Linked DNA regions of Pan troglodytes: region 2 is linked to region 1. A link is a contact called in public Hi-C data. All regions are on one chromosome and are shown on one strand. Each heading gives the region's core, a stretch centred on a gene start, on an enhancer-like site or on the middle of the called end of the contact. The rest is flanking DNA. Distances are from core to core; before and after follow the strand shown. Region 1 has its middle 9.8 kb from the start of ATP5PO. Region 2 holds the start of RCAN1 (regulator of calcineurin 1).

The links. Hi-C and Micro-C count contacts between places; a contact is called where the count stands out from the background.
Region 2: a Hi-C map of stem cell-derived neural progenitor cells shows a contact between it and region 1, with 4 times the contacts expected there. The contact joins the promoter of RCAN1 here to the enhancer-like site in region 1. A contact is called at or near these places in 1 of 7 Hi-C or Micro-C datasets (stem cell-derived neural progenitor cells) and 1 of 1 datasets of contacts at active chromatin or transcription factors (stem cell-derived excitatory neurons).

Annotation. Positions count from the first base shown.
Region 1 is chr22:34,630,767-34,637,274 of NHGRI_mPanTro3-v2.0_pri, reverse strand. No RefSeq gene overlaps it. Among named protein-coding and RNA genes, the nearest start is that of ATP5PO, 9.8 kb to the right of the region's middle. Within about 2 kb of position 4,659, at least 9 of the 24 cell types and tissues checked have an H3K27ac peak or open chromatin away from gene starts, as enhancers often do. A contact at or near this core is called in stem cell-derived neural progenitor cells, where this site is marked.
Region 2 is chr22:35,325,314-35,331,789 of NHGRI_mPanTro3-v2.0_pri, reverse strand. RCAN1 (regulator of calcineurin 1) reads left to right here and starts at 3,859. Exons shown (of 4, transcript NM_001098557.1): 1 at 3,859-3,971.

The DNA.
Region 1 (6,508 bases), core at 3,410-5,909:
TGAACAACCTGCTCCTGAATGACTACTGGGTACATAACGAAATGAAGGCAGAAATAAAGATGTTCTTTGAAACCAATGAGAACAAAGACACAACATAGCAGAATCTCTGGGACACATTCAAAGCAGTGTGTAGAGGGAAATTTATAGCACTAAATGCCCACAAGAGAAAGCAGGAAATATCCAAAATTGACACCCTAACATCACAATTAAAAGAACTAGAAAAGCAAGAGCAAACACATTCAAAAGCTAGCAGAAGGCAAGAAATAACTAAGATCAGAGCAGAACTGACCTTCAAAAAATTAATGAATCCAGGAACTGGTTTTTTGAAAGGATCAACAAAATTGATAGACCACTAGCAAGACTAATAAAAAAAGAGAGAAGAATCTAATAGATGCAATAAAAAATGATAAAGGGGATATCACCACCGATCCCACAGAAATACAAACTACCATCAGAGAATACTACAAACACCTCTATGCAAATAAACTAGAAAATCTAGAAGAAATGGATACATTCCTCGACACATACACTCTCCCAAGACTAAACCAGGAAGAAGTTGAATCTCTGAATAGACCAATAACAGGCTCTGAAATTGTGGCAATAATCAATAGCTTACCAACCAAAAAGAGTCCAGGACCAGATGGATTCACAGCTGAATTCTACCAGAGGTACAAGGAGGAACTGGTACCATTCCTTCTGAAACTATTCCAATCAATAGAAAAAGAGGGAATCCTCCTTAACTCATTTTATGAGGCCAGCATCATTCTGATACCAAAGCCAGGCAGAGACACCACAAAAAAAGAATTTTCGACCAATATCCTTGATGAACATTGGTGCAAAAATCCTCAATAAAATACTGGCAAACTGAATCCAGCAGCACATCAAAAAGCTTATCCACCATGATCAAGTGGGCTTCATCCCTGGGATGCAAGGCTGGTTCAATATACGCAAATCAATAAATCTAATCCAGCATATAAACAGAGCCAAAGACAAAAACCACATGATTATCTCAATAGATGCAGAAAAAGCCTTTGACAAAATTCAACAACCCTTCATGCTAAAAACTCAATAAATTAGGTATTGATGGGATGTATTTCAAAATAATAAGAGCTATCTATGACAAACCCACAGCCAATATCATACTGAATAGGCAAAAACTGGAAGCATTCCCTTTGAAAACTGGCACAAGACAGGGATGGCCTCTCTCACCACTCCTATTCAACATAGTGTTGGAAGTTCTGGCCAGGGCAATTAGGCAGGAGAAGGAAATAAAGGGTATTCAATTAGGAAAAGAGGAAGTCAAATTGTCCCTGTTTGCAGACGACATAATTGTATATCTAGAAAACCCCATTGTCTCAGCCCAAAATCTCCTTAAGCTGATAAGCAACTTCAGCAAAGTCTCAGGATACAAAATCAATGTACAAAAATCACAAGCATTCTTATACACCAACAACAGACAAACACAGAGCCAAATCGTGAGTGAACTCCCATTCACAATTGCTTCAAAGAGAATAAAATACCTAGGAATCCAACTTACAAGGGATGTGAAGGACCTCTTCAAGGAGAACTACAAACCACTGCTCAAGGAAATAAAAGAGGATACAAACAAATGGAAGAACATTCCATGCTCATGGGTAGGAAGAATCAATATCGTGAAAATGGCCATACTGCCCAAGGTAATTTACAGATTCAATGCCATCCCCATCAAGCTACCAATGCCTTTCTTCACAGAATTGGAAAAAACTACTTTAAAGTTCATATGGAACCAAAAAAGAGCCCGCATTGCCAAGTCAATCCTAAGCCAAAAGAACAAAGCTGGAGGCATCACACTACCTGACTTCAAACTATACTACAAGGCTACAGTAACCAAAACAGCATGGTACTGGTACCAAAACAGAGATATAGATCAATGGAACAGAACAGAGCCCTCAGAAATAACGCCACATATCTACAACTATCTGATCTTTGACCAACCTGAGAAAAACAAGCAATGGGGAAAGGATTCCCTATTTAATAAATGGTGCTGGGAAAACTGGCTAGCCATATGTAGAAAGCTGAAACTGGATCCCTTCCTTACACCTTATACAAAAATCAATTCAAGATGGATTAAAGACTTAAACGTTAGACCTAAAACCATAAAAACCCTAGAAGAAAACCTAGGCATTACCATTCAGGACATAGGCATGGGCAAGGACTTCATGTGTGAAACACCAAAAGCAATGGCAACAAAAGCCAAAATTGACAAATGGGATCTAATTAAACTAAAGAGCTTCTGCACAGCAAAAGAAACTACCATCAGAGTGAACAGGCAACCTGCAAAATTGGAGAAAATTTTCGCAATCTACTCATCTGACGAAGGGCTAATATCCAGAATCTACAATGAACTCAAACAAATTTACAAGAAAAAAACAAACAACCCCATCAAAAAGTGGGCGAAGGACATGAACAGACACTTCTCAAAAGAAGACATTTATGCAGCCAAAAAACACATGAAAAAATGCTCATCATCACTGGCCATCAGAGAAATGCAAATCAAAACCACAATGAGATACCATCTCACACCAGTTAGAATGGCAATCATTAAAAAGTCAGGAAACAACAGGTGCTGGAGAGGATGTGGAGAAATAGGAACACTTTTACACTGTTGGTGGGACTGTAAACTAGTTCAACCATTGTGGAAGTCAGTGTGGCGATTCCTCAGGGATCTAGAACTGGAAATACCATTTGACCCAGCCATCCCATTACTGGGTATATACCCAATGGACTATAAATCATGCTGCTATAAAGACACATGCACACGTATGTTTATTGCGGCATTATTCACAATAGCAAAGACTTGGAACCAACCCAAATGTCCAACAATGATAGACTGGATTAAGAAAATGTGGCACATATACACCATGGAATACTATGCAGCCATAAAAAATGATGAGTTCATGTCCTTTGTAGGGACATGGATGAAATTGGAAAACATCATTCTCAGTACACTATCGCAAGAACAAAAAACCAAACACTGCATATTCTCACTCATAGGTGGGAATTGAACAATGAGAACACATGGACACAGGAAGGGGAATATCACACTGGGGACTGCTGTGGGGTGGGGGGAGGGGGGAGGGATAGCATTGGGAGATATACCTAATGCTAGATGACGAGTTAGTGGGTGCAGTGCACCAGCATGGCACATGTATACATATGTAACTAACCTGCACAATGTGCCCATGTACCCTAAAACTTAAAGTATAATAAAAAAATAAAAATAAATAAAAAATTTTAAAAAATTTAAAAAAAGAAGGTAATGAAACAAAGCATTAACATTCCAAAATGGAAGGCCGGGGGCGGTAGCTCACACCTGTAATCTCAGCACTTTGGGAGGCCAAGGCGGGCAGATCACTTGAGGCCAGGAGTTCGAGACCAGCCTGGCCAACATGGTGAAACCTCATCTCTACTAAAAATACAAAAAGATTAGCCAGGTGTGGTGGGGCGCATCTGTAGTTCCAAGTACTCTGGAGGCTGAGGCAGGAGAATCACTCGAACCCAGGAAGCAGTGGTTGCAGTGAGTTGAGGTCATGCCTCTGCACTCACTCCAGCCTGGGGGACAGAGCGAAACTCCGTCTCAAAAAAAAAAATCCGTAATGAAGAATGATCCATGTTTGCATTCATCTTGCCTCTATTGAAAGACAAAATACTGCATTTAGAGGAGACTGCATCCTGGGGATGAGAGTAACAGCTCTAGTTTGTGGTGTGCTGACTCCTTGCCCACACTGCATTAAATGTTTTGCAGGCATTACATAATTTACATGATATATACCATCACTATCTCCCTTCTCCAGGTAAGGAAATGAGGCAGGAGGTTAGGCGACTTGCCCAAGGCACACAGCTGGTGAAGGGAAGGGCTGCGATTCCAACCCAGGCCCTGGGGCTGCAGAACCTGACGCTGCCTCTGCAGGAACAACAGGATCATAACCAGACTCCAGTGACCCAGGTCCCCCAGGCCCCAAGGCTTGGCCGCAGCTGGAACTGCAGAGTGCTTCATGACATCAAAAAAGGGCACCAAGCAGGTCCAGTTTACTATTAATACATTCATTCCTCATCTCAATTTACAGTCTGTTTTGATTCAAATCAATGAACAGAAGAATGTTCTGCTGTTTATCATTTGTTCATTCCTACTGTCATTACCGTCTTCCCCAACAAGGCACCCATTTAGTGGCATAACTTCTCCCTGAACTGCCCTAGCCCCAAAAGAAAAAGGACTTTGATATCAGAGTTACGGATCTGCTCCAAGCCAGCAGCACTTTTCTGTGAAGCCCGTGGAGCAGATATGAAAACCTGGGCGAGATGACTCCAACCCGGGTTGCTATGGGAAGTCTGAGGGGCTGGGTGGGCAGGGGCTGTGGAACTGAAACATTAGAAGGGGTTTGTTTCTAGGGTTTCTAAAGCTAGAAACTCCTAGAAGGTTTGCAGCCAGGGGACAACAAACTGTAGCTATCTGGGCCCGCAAACACCAGGAGCCTGGATTAGAGCATTTGGCAAGGGACCCTTTCATTTGCAGACCTCACAATACTCCGATTCTTTCTTGCATGTGAGCGAGAACAACACCGAGGTTTGTAGAAGGAAAGCTCTAGAACGAAATTCATCCCGATGCCAGAGGCTTCCTCACAATGTGAGGAGATGGCGCCCCCTCGTGTCGAGATGATCCTTCAGCACCTGGACCAGGCTGAGAGCGGTGACCTTGAGCGCTAAGCAGGTGGTGGCTTCAAGATGGGCTTGACCTGCAGTGGGGAGAGGCCTGGGCCCCACAGTAGGTGACCAGTTCCCACGGCTTGGGGTCCTCCGTCTGTCACCTTGCAGATACAGGAGGTCTATACTGCAGACCCTCCTAAAGCAGCTTTCTCTAAAGATGCAAAAAACCACCAAGCTGTTTTTAGATGTGCTATTTGCTGTTTTTCTCTAGCAGATGCACCAAGTCCTAAAGATAAACAGTTTAAAATGATATGGATTCAGTACCTGGAATCCCATTGTCCATTTCTATTGACACTTTTTTTGTTGAAAGCCTGATCAGTTCCAGCCCAGTGACCTCCATAGATTGGCATGACTCCCCTAAAGCTCCCTTTTTGTAAGTGCTGGAGACCCTTGCTGAAAGCTGGCAAGGGCACTTTCCCATCCTTTGGGTTTAAACAGAAAGACCAGCTACATGTAAAAGCCCATCACCCCAAGACAACAAGTGGCTCTGGTCGGCTAGAAAGGATTCATGCACAGTTTTTTAAAATGAACTCAGAAAAGAAAAGAACAGAAAGACAAAATTGAAGCAGAATTCACTCCAAGATAAATAAATACTTGAACAATGCAAACATTTCTCAGGTCCTTCTGGTGTGACAAAATGTATAGGGGCCAGACATGGTGGCTCACGTCTGTAGTCCAGCTCCTCTGGAGGCTGAGGCAGGAGGATGGCTTGAAGCCAGGGAGGTCGAGGCTGCAAGTGAACTGTGATGGTGCCACTGCACTCCAGCCCGAGGGACAGAGCAAGACCCTGACTCAAAAAAAGAAATGCACAGGGAAATTGTTATTACTATCCTTTGCTCTGAACAAATGCCATCCTTATCTGCATTCTGCAGAGCTAAAGAAAATTCCCCCAGGTTGGAGGAGTCTACGTTAAAGCTAAGCTTTGGAAGGAATTTAAGAGGTAATCTGATCCAATTCCTCAGTCTTTCATGGATCTCCTTAACTTGAGGCAATTGCCTCTCATATCAGAAGCTGTGTTATCAGAAACCACAGAGGATGTATCTCACCTTTAAGGGCCATAGTTATTAATAAGTGACAGGATCGTGTCATCCTTTTTTTTCTGATTATAGTAGTGACATATGCTCACTACTATAGTGTAGTGAGCATTTTTCACTGTGTAGAAAAATACAGCGTGGTTTGTAATTTTTCCTCATGTCATTAAGTACTTTTTATGTCATTAAATACTTTTTGAAAATCTCTGTATCTCTTTTTTTTTTTTTTTCAGACAGGGTCTCACTCTGTTGCTCAGACTGGAGTGCAGTGGCACAATCACAGCTCACTGCCACCTTGACCTCCTGGGCTCAAGCAATCCTCCCTCCTTAGCCTCCCAAGTAGCTGGAACTACAGGCATGATGTGCCACCATGCCTGGCTTTTTTTTTTTTTTTTTTTTTTTGGTAGAGATGCGGTCTCACTATGTTGCCCATGCTGATCTGGAACTCCTGGGCTCAAGTGATTCTCCCTGCCTCGACCTTCCAAAGCACTGAGATTATAGGCTTATGCTTATAGTCCTGCATCCAACCCTGAAAAATCTCATTTTAGTGGCTACATAATATGCCATTTAAAAAGCCATTTTCTTATGTTCAGACATGCGTTTCTAGTTTTTTGCCGTTTTAAAGCTGAGTGTGGTGAGCATTTTCCACATTAACACTGGTCCAGATTTCTGACTAGTATAGATTGGAAGCGTTCTTTCTGGGTTAAAGGAAAAGTCACTTTTGGCCGGGTGTG
Region 2 (6,476 bases), core at 2,610-5,109, 700 kb before region 1:
GATGTGGAGGGAAATGTTTGGTGTGGTCTGTATCTGAGTAATGACCAGCTGCATTCTGAAGTCAGTTACAGGTAACTGTCCTCACCACTCACCTGAGGTTGTTCCTGCTCGCTCCCGTCTTAACACATCAGAGAGCCAGCTGCAAGGGTTTGCTCTGCTTGCATTTTGGCTTTCTGTTTTGTTGGTGCTTTCCTTCCCGTTGAACACTTTGTCCAACAGGCCCACTCTGCATGCTGTAAGTGGCTTATGGCAAGCCAGCAATGAAAGAGCATACTGTCCTAAGGATGAAAACATGGACCCACCCAGCAACAGGTTGACCGGGTGTTGTTTTTCCAAAACCAGTGCCTCATCCTTTTGTTACCCTTTTCACAATGCCTGGCCGAGTTTACCGAGACCTTTCGGCTCTGCAGTGTCATCCATTCTGCTGCATTTCATCCAACGTCTTGTGGTCTTTTAAAATACTAGCCTTACTGAAATATAATTTGCATGTCATGAAATTCACCCTTTAAGGTACAATTCAGTGATTTTTAGTATATTCAAAAAGTTGTGCAAACATCACCACAATTGATTTTGGAACATTTTCCTCACTCCCAAAAGAACCCTTCTACCCTTATACAAGTCATTCCCCATTTTCCCCTTTCAGAAACACTGGCACCCACTAAACTACCTTCTCTCTCTGTGGATTTGCCTATTCTGAACATTTCATATAAATGGAATAACATGTGGCCTTTTGTGACTGCCTTCTTCCACTTAGCATAATGTTTTCAAGATTCCTCCATGTTGTGGCATGTTATCAGCATTTCATTCCTTTTTAGGGCTGGAAAATATTCCATTGTATGGATATACTCCTGGTTTGTCCATTCTTCAACTGGTGAACATTTGGGCTGTTTCCACTCTTTGGCTATTTTGAATAATGATGCTATGAGCTTTTGTGTACAGATTATTGTGTGGGCATATGTTTTCACTTCTTTCTTTCTTTTTTTTTTTTTTTAGACTGAGTTTTTGCTTTTGTTGTCCAAGCTGGAGTGCAGTGGCGCGATCTCAGCTCACTGCAACCTCTGCCTCCGGGGTTCAAAAGATTCTCTTGCCTCAGCCTCCCGAGTAGCTGGGATTACAAGCATGTGCCACCACGCCCAGCTAATTTTGTATTTTTAGTAGAGATGGGGTTTCTCCATGTTGGTCAGGCTGGTCTGGAACTCCCAACCTCAGGTGATCTGCCCGCCTTGGCCTCCCAAATTGTTGGGATTACAGGCGTGAGCCATGGCTCCCGGCCGTTTTCATTTCTTTTAAGTATATACCTAGGAGAGGAATTGCTGGGTCATATGGTCACTCTACATAGAACTTTTTGAGGACTTGCCAAATTGTTTTCCAAAGTGGCTGCGCCATTTTACATGCCCATCAGCAATATATTGTGAACCCTGAAAATTTGAGACAGGTCTCAATTAATTTAGAAAGTTTATTTTGCCAAGGTTGAGGGCATGCCCATGACAGGCCTCAGGAAGTCCTGAGGACATGTACCCAAGGTGATCAAGGCACAGCTTGGTTTTATACATGTTAGGGAGACATGAGACATCAATGAATGTATGTAAGCAGTACATTGGTTTGGTCTGGAGAGGCAGGACAACTTGAAGCAAAGGCAGGAAGACTACTGCAAAGGCAGGAGGCAGGAGGGAGCTTCCAGGTCACAGATAGGTGATAGACAAATGGTTACACTCTTTGAGTTTCTGATTAGTCTTTATAAAGGAGGCAAATCTGTCTCGGTGAAATGCATCTGTCTCGGTGAGCAGAGGGGTGACTTTGAATGGAATGGGAGGCAGGTTGGCTCTAAGCAACTTCCAGCTTTAGTTTTCCTTAGTGATTTTGGGGGCCCAAGATTTCCCTTTCACAGTATGACGGTTCCAATTTCTTCACATCCTCATATCATATTCTATTTTATGAGTTATCTCTAGATGGGTATTATTATTCCTCTTGGGTTCAACTCCCTGAGGACACAAACTGTCCTAAGACTATGATAATAGTAATCATAGAACCGTGCACATGGCAAGTTCTGAATAAATCTCAGCTGTTGGATATACTTTTTGTTATAATTACTAACACTTCCTAACTAGAGAGTAAGCCTACTCTAAGAAAAAATATAACTGTAATTTCACAACCTCCAAAGAACCCAGTGCATAAACAGCTACCATTTATTAAGCACTGACCGAATTCTTAGTAATATGTCCTCATTTTTTTCAGATGAGGAAACTAAGATTCAGCTTATTTGTACAAGTAGTTAAAAAGCAAAGCTGAAATTCAGACCCAAGTTCTCACTGTATCATACTGTCCAAAAAAGAATTCTATTTTTCAGGAAGAGACATGTCTGCTCACTTGAGGTCCTCTTATTTTTCCGCTATTCCCCAAAGGAAAGGGGTGATCTCTTAATTCTTTCGTTATGTCCTATTGTACATAGCAAATAGTGGTAATTCAGAAAAATTACTTCTAATTACATAAATTTTCACAATGGTATAGTGACTAATACGCTGAAATAGAAAAGTAAGGCATTGTTATCATGGTCTAGTTCAGTCTTATTGCGACTATATCTGATAATATACGGTAAGCATCTAACCACTTGCCAGGGGCCACAGAGCCACAGGGAGACTATGTCTCGCTTAAATTCCCAAAAGTGGGCCCCTGTGCTTCAAAACGTCCCCGCATGGGAACCACAAAAACGTTGCCTCCCCAGTTATCACCCCAAGGGCCCAAGAGCCGAGGACTCTGCCCGGCGTCCTTCAGCTGCCACCAGCTGTCAGAAAAGCGGAACTGGGGACGAGGACTTTGCCCCTAACCAACATGGCCGCCCTGAGGCTTCGGGCTTCGGGCGGCAGAAGGAAGGTCACGTGAAGAGAATTCCGTTCCTTTATTGGCCCCGTCTCCTGGAAGGGCGGGGTACAATAACCCAACCGGCGCCGGCCTTAAAGGGGCCACCGTTGGATCCGCCGGTGGCCGGCCCTAGGGGCTGGGGCGGGGGCGGGCGCCGCGCCGGGTTTCTGCCCCTCCCGCGCGGAACGGTGACAGGCGGGGCTGGCGCTGGGAGGCCGTGTCGCTGGGAGACTGCTGACAGCCCGCCGCCTGCCGCCGCGCGATCCCGAGGGGGTTAACGGCGGAGCCGCCGGCCGGGCGCGGACGGGAGCGCGTGAGGCTCCGGCGCGCAAGCCCGGCGCAGCCCGCTGGGGCGCACAGGGGCGCGCGGGCGCGGGGATGGAGGACGGCGTGGCCGGTCCCCGGCTCGGGGCCGCGGCGGAGGCGGCGGAGGCGGCCGAGGCGCGAGCGCGGCCCGGGGTGACGCTGCGGCCCTTCGCGCCCCTCTCGGGGGCGGCCGAGGCGGACGAGGGCGACGGCGACTGGAGCTTCATTGACTGCGAGATGGAGGAGGTGGACCTGCAGGACCTGCCCAGCGCCACCATCGCCTGTCACCTGGACCCGCGCGTGTTCGTGGACGGCCTGTGCCGGGTGAGGGCCGCGCCGGGCGGGCCGTCGGGGCGGAGGGCGGACACTTGTTGCCCGAGGAGGCGGCGTGGGTCGCAGCGCCCAGTCCCGGCCGCGCGCGGGGCGGGGAGGCAGCGACGCCCCCCGGGCTGCTCGGCCGCGGACCCGTCAGGGCTGGGGCGTGGGGACGGCGCCCCGAGGGTCCCGGTCCCCTAGCACCCCCGGGGCGCGCGGAGCTCACTGCAGAGTCCCACAGGCTCGCCCCGGCCCCCGTGTGCGCCCAGGCTGGTGCGACTAGGGGGGTGAATTCGCTCCCCAAGGCGGGGCAGCGCCGCCGCCCCCTGCGCTCTCGCCATCGCCCCGCATTTACTCGCTGGAGGAGGGGGTCACCTCATTCCTAGGGAGGAGGAAACAGACGTTGAGCGGCGACGTGACTCAGTGTTCATAAATAGGACGACGTCCCTGCATTCCCAATCTGCACTATTGGAAGAAAAGCCAATGTTTGGGTGAGGATCCGTGGTTGCTCATTAGCCAGCGGCTGGCCAGTTTTGGTGGAATTGTGTTGGGGGGAAGGGGACCATCTTTCAGACCTTTAGGATATTTAGTCAAGAACCTTGCCCCCTTGCGTGAAGGTGTGGCTTGCCGCCATCGGGGACACCCAGTACATGGGGAGTCGACTCCTTCCCCCGCCTCCCCCCACCCCCGCAAAATCCACACAATTTAGACACTTTGGAGGGTGAGGGGCAGGTATGAGTAATCAATAATGGTGGTGGGGAGGAGGAATTTATTTCAAATCTGCAGTTATTGTGCAGAATAAAATGTGGACAACGTGGGCGTCACAGAATGAAACCGGTCTTTGAGAGATGCCCCATTAGGAGAGCAGCTGTCAAAAAAAGCAGTGCTTTCAGCGCTTGGCTGTGGGTCCACAAATGCTGTCAGTGAACTATAGTTGAAGGCTGCTGCCAATACAACACCACTGTGAAACAGAATGGTGTGCGTAAGTGTCATTTATTTATAATTTATATGTTCACTTACTTTCTGAAAGGAATTACAATGGCCGTGTGCTTAGGTAAGCTTCCAGGCATGCTTTCTAGAGCAGCAATTGTCAGGAACTCAGGGTCTTACTGATTGATCTTACTCTAAAACCTTTTCCTCTCCATATAAACTAAGCGCTAGCCAGCATTTCAAACCTTTTCCTTAGGAGTTCTAGGCTGTCTTTCTGCTAGAACAAGGTCAAGTCACGTAAGACGGCACTTACTTGCAGTGTTGGAGACAATTTTTTCCAGTGTTGGATACAATCCTGAAATTGTGTTGTATGAAAGTTTGCCCACTTCGCTAGCTATTCATTTTAACAAATATTTATTGAGACTTCGCTACGGGATAGGTACTGTCCTAGGCTCTGAGGCTGCATCAGTAGATAAAATAGCATTTCTGCCTCCAGGGTTGACATTTTTTGGAAGGGAAACAAGCAATAAAGAAATATCAAATGTATCAGAAAGTAATGATGCTATAGGAAAAAGTAAGACTTGGAGGGCAGGAGGAGGGAGTGGAGATCTGGGAGTGGAAGGGAGATTGCTATTTTCCATAAGATGATCAGGGAAGGTCTTACTGATACGGTGATATTTTGAGCAGAGACAATGTAGCATTGGTTCATTCAGGCTTTGCTGTCTATTGAGTGCTTACTGTGTTCCAGCCACTGGTTTAGGCCCAGAGGATAAAGCAGGGAACATTTCAAGCTCCTTGCTTTCATGGAGCTTAGGATCCAGTGGTTGAGGGGGAGATAGACAATAGGAAAAAGGCAAGTGAGCAAGATCATTTCGGATAGTGATAAATGCGACGAAGAGACTGAAACAGGGATAGAGAGCAAGGGGAGGGGGCTTGGTCAGAGTGGTCAGGTCCTAACACTGTGGGGGTTTTGTTGAAGAGCTGGTGAATTGCGGCAGTCCTGAGGGAACTAACAAGGGATGTCCAGGCCTGCAGCCATGAGCAACAGCTGGAAGCTGGAGCTGGGGGAGGAAGTCACGTGGCTGGAAACCTAGGGGAGGAGCTGCCTGCCAGGAGCTGTAGACTTGAAGGTGTGGAGTTGAGATGCTAAGGCAGGGTACAGGCAGGGAAGAAATTCTCAGGCTTCTGATTTCATTGGCAGAACTCAAAGGACAGCTAGGAGGCAAGGGAGCCCCTGCAGTGGAGTCCATAGGTTGGGTCATCCTTTCAGGGCCCACAGAAGGGTAGATAATGGCTCTGGGGACAGTGTGGATAAAGGGGACTTACACAGAGGAGTTAGTATGGAGCCACTTTAGATGGAGTGGCCCAGGGAGGCCTCTGCACAGCCTGGACCAGGTTGACAGGAAGAAGCTCCCTGGGGAGGTGTTTGTGTGGCCGGCATCCCGGCAGAGGGACTAGCAGGTGCAGAAGCTCCAGTGCAGGGTGAACTCCATTTTTAAAGGACTTGAAGGGTTGCATGAGAGACAGAGAGGCGATTGGTAGCTGAGGTTGGATAAGCAACCAGAAAACATCCCCCTGGGGCCATGGTAAGGATTCAGGTGTGATTCTAATTGCACATCTTGGTGGAGAATGGCTTTCAGGAGGGAAACTGGGTAGACTAGAGAGGAAGCAAGGAGACCTGGTAGGAGGCTGTTGCCATCATCCAGGGGAGATAGGAAGGGAGTGGGACTAGGATGGTGGTCTTGGAGATGGAGAAAGGGGCAGAGCCTCCATCTGAGCCTCTTCTCTCCATTTGGAGAATCTGGAGCTTCAGAATGGGGATGAGGCAGGGTTGTGCACTGGTGTCCAATTCTAGGGTCCTGTGAGATATACAGCAATCAGTGAAAACCCAAAAACCAGGTGGGCTAAGGGAGTCCCAGTCTCCGAGGGCAAATAGCTCTATGCAGTGGGCAACCTGAGAGCTAAAGTCACAGCGGGTCCTTGGTAAGCCTTGCAGCAAGTGGACCATTTCTCATTTAGCTGAAACCATCCTTCTAGGTGGGAATATGTAGTTTCTGCGGTTTCAA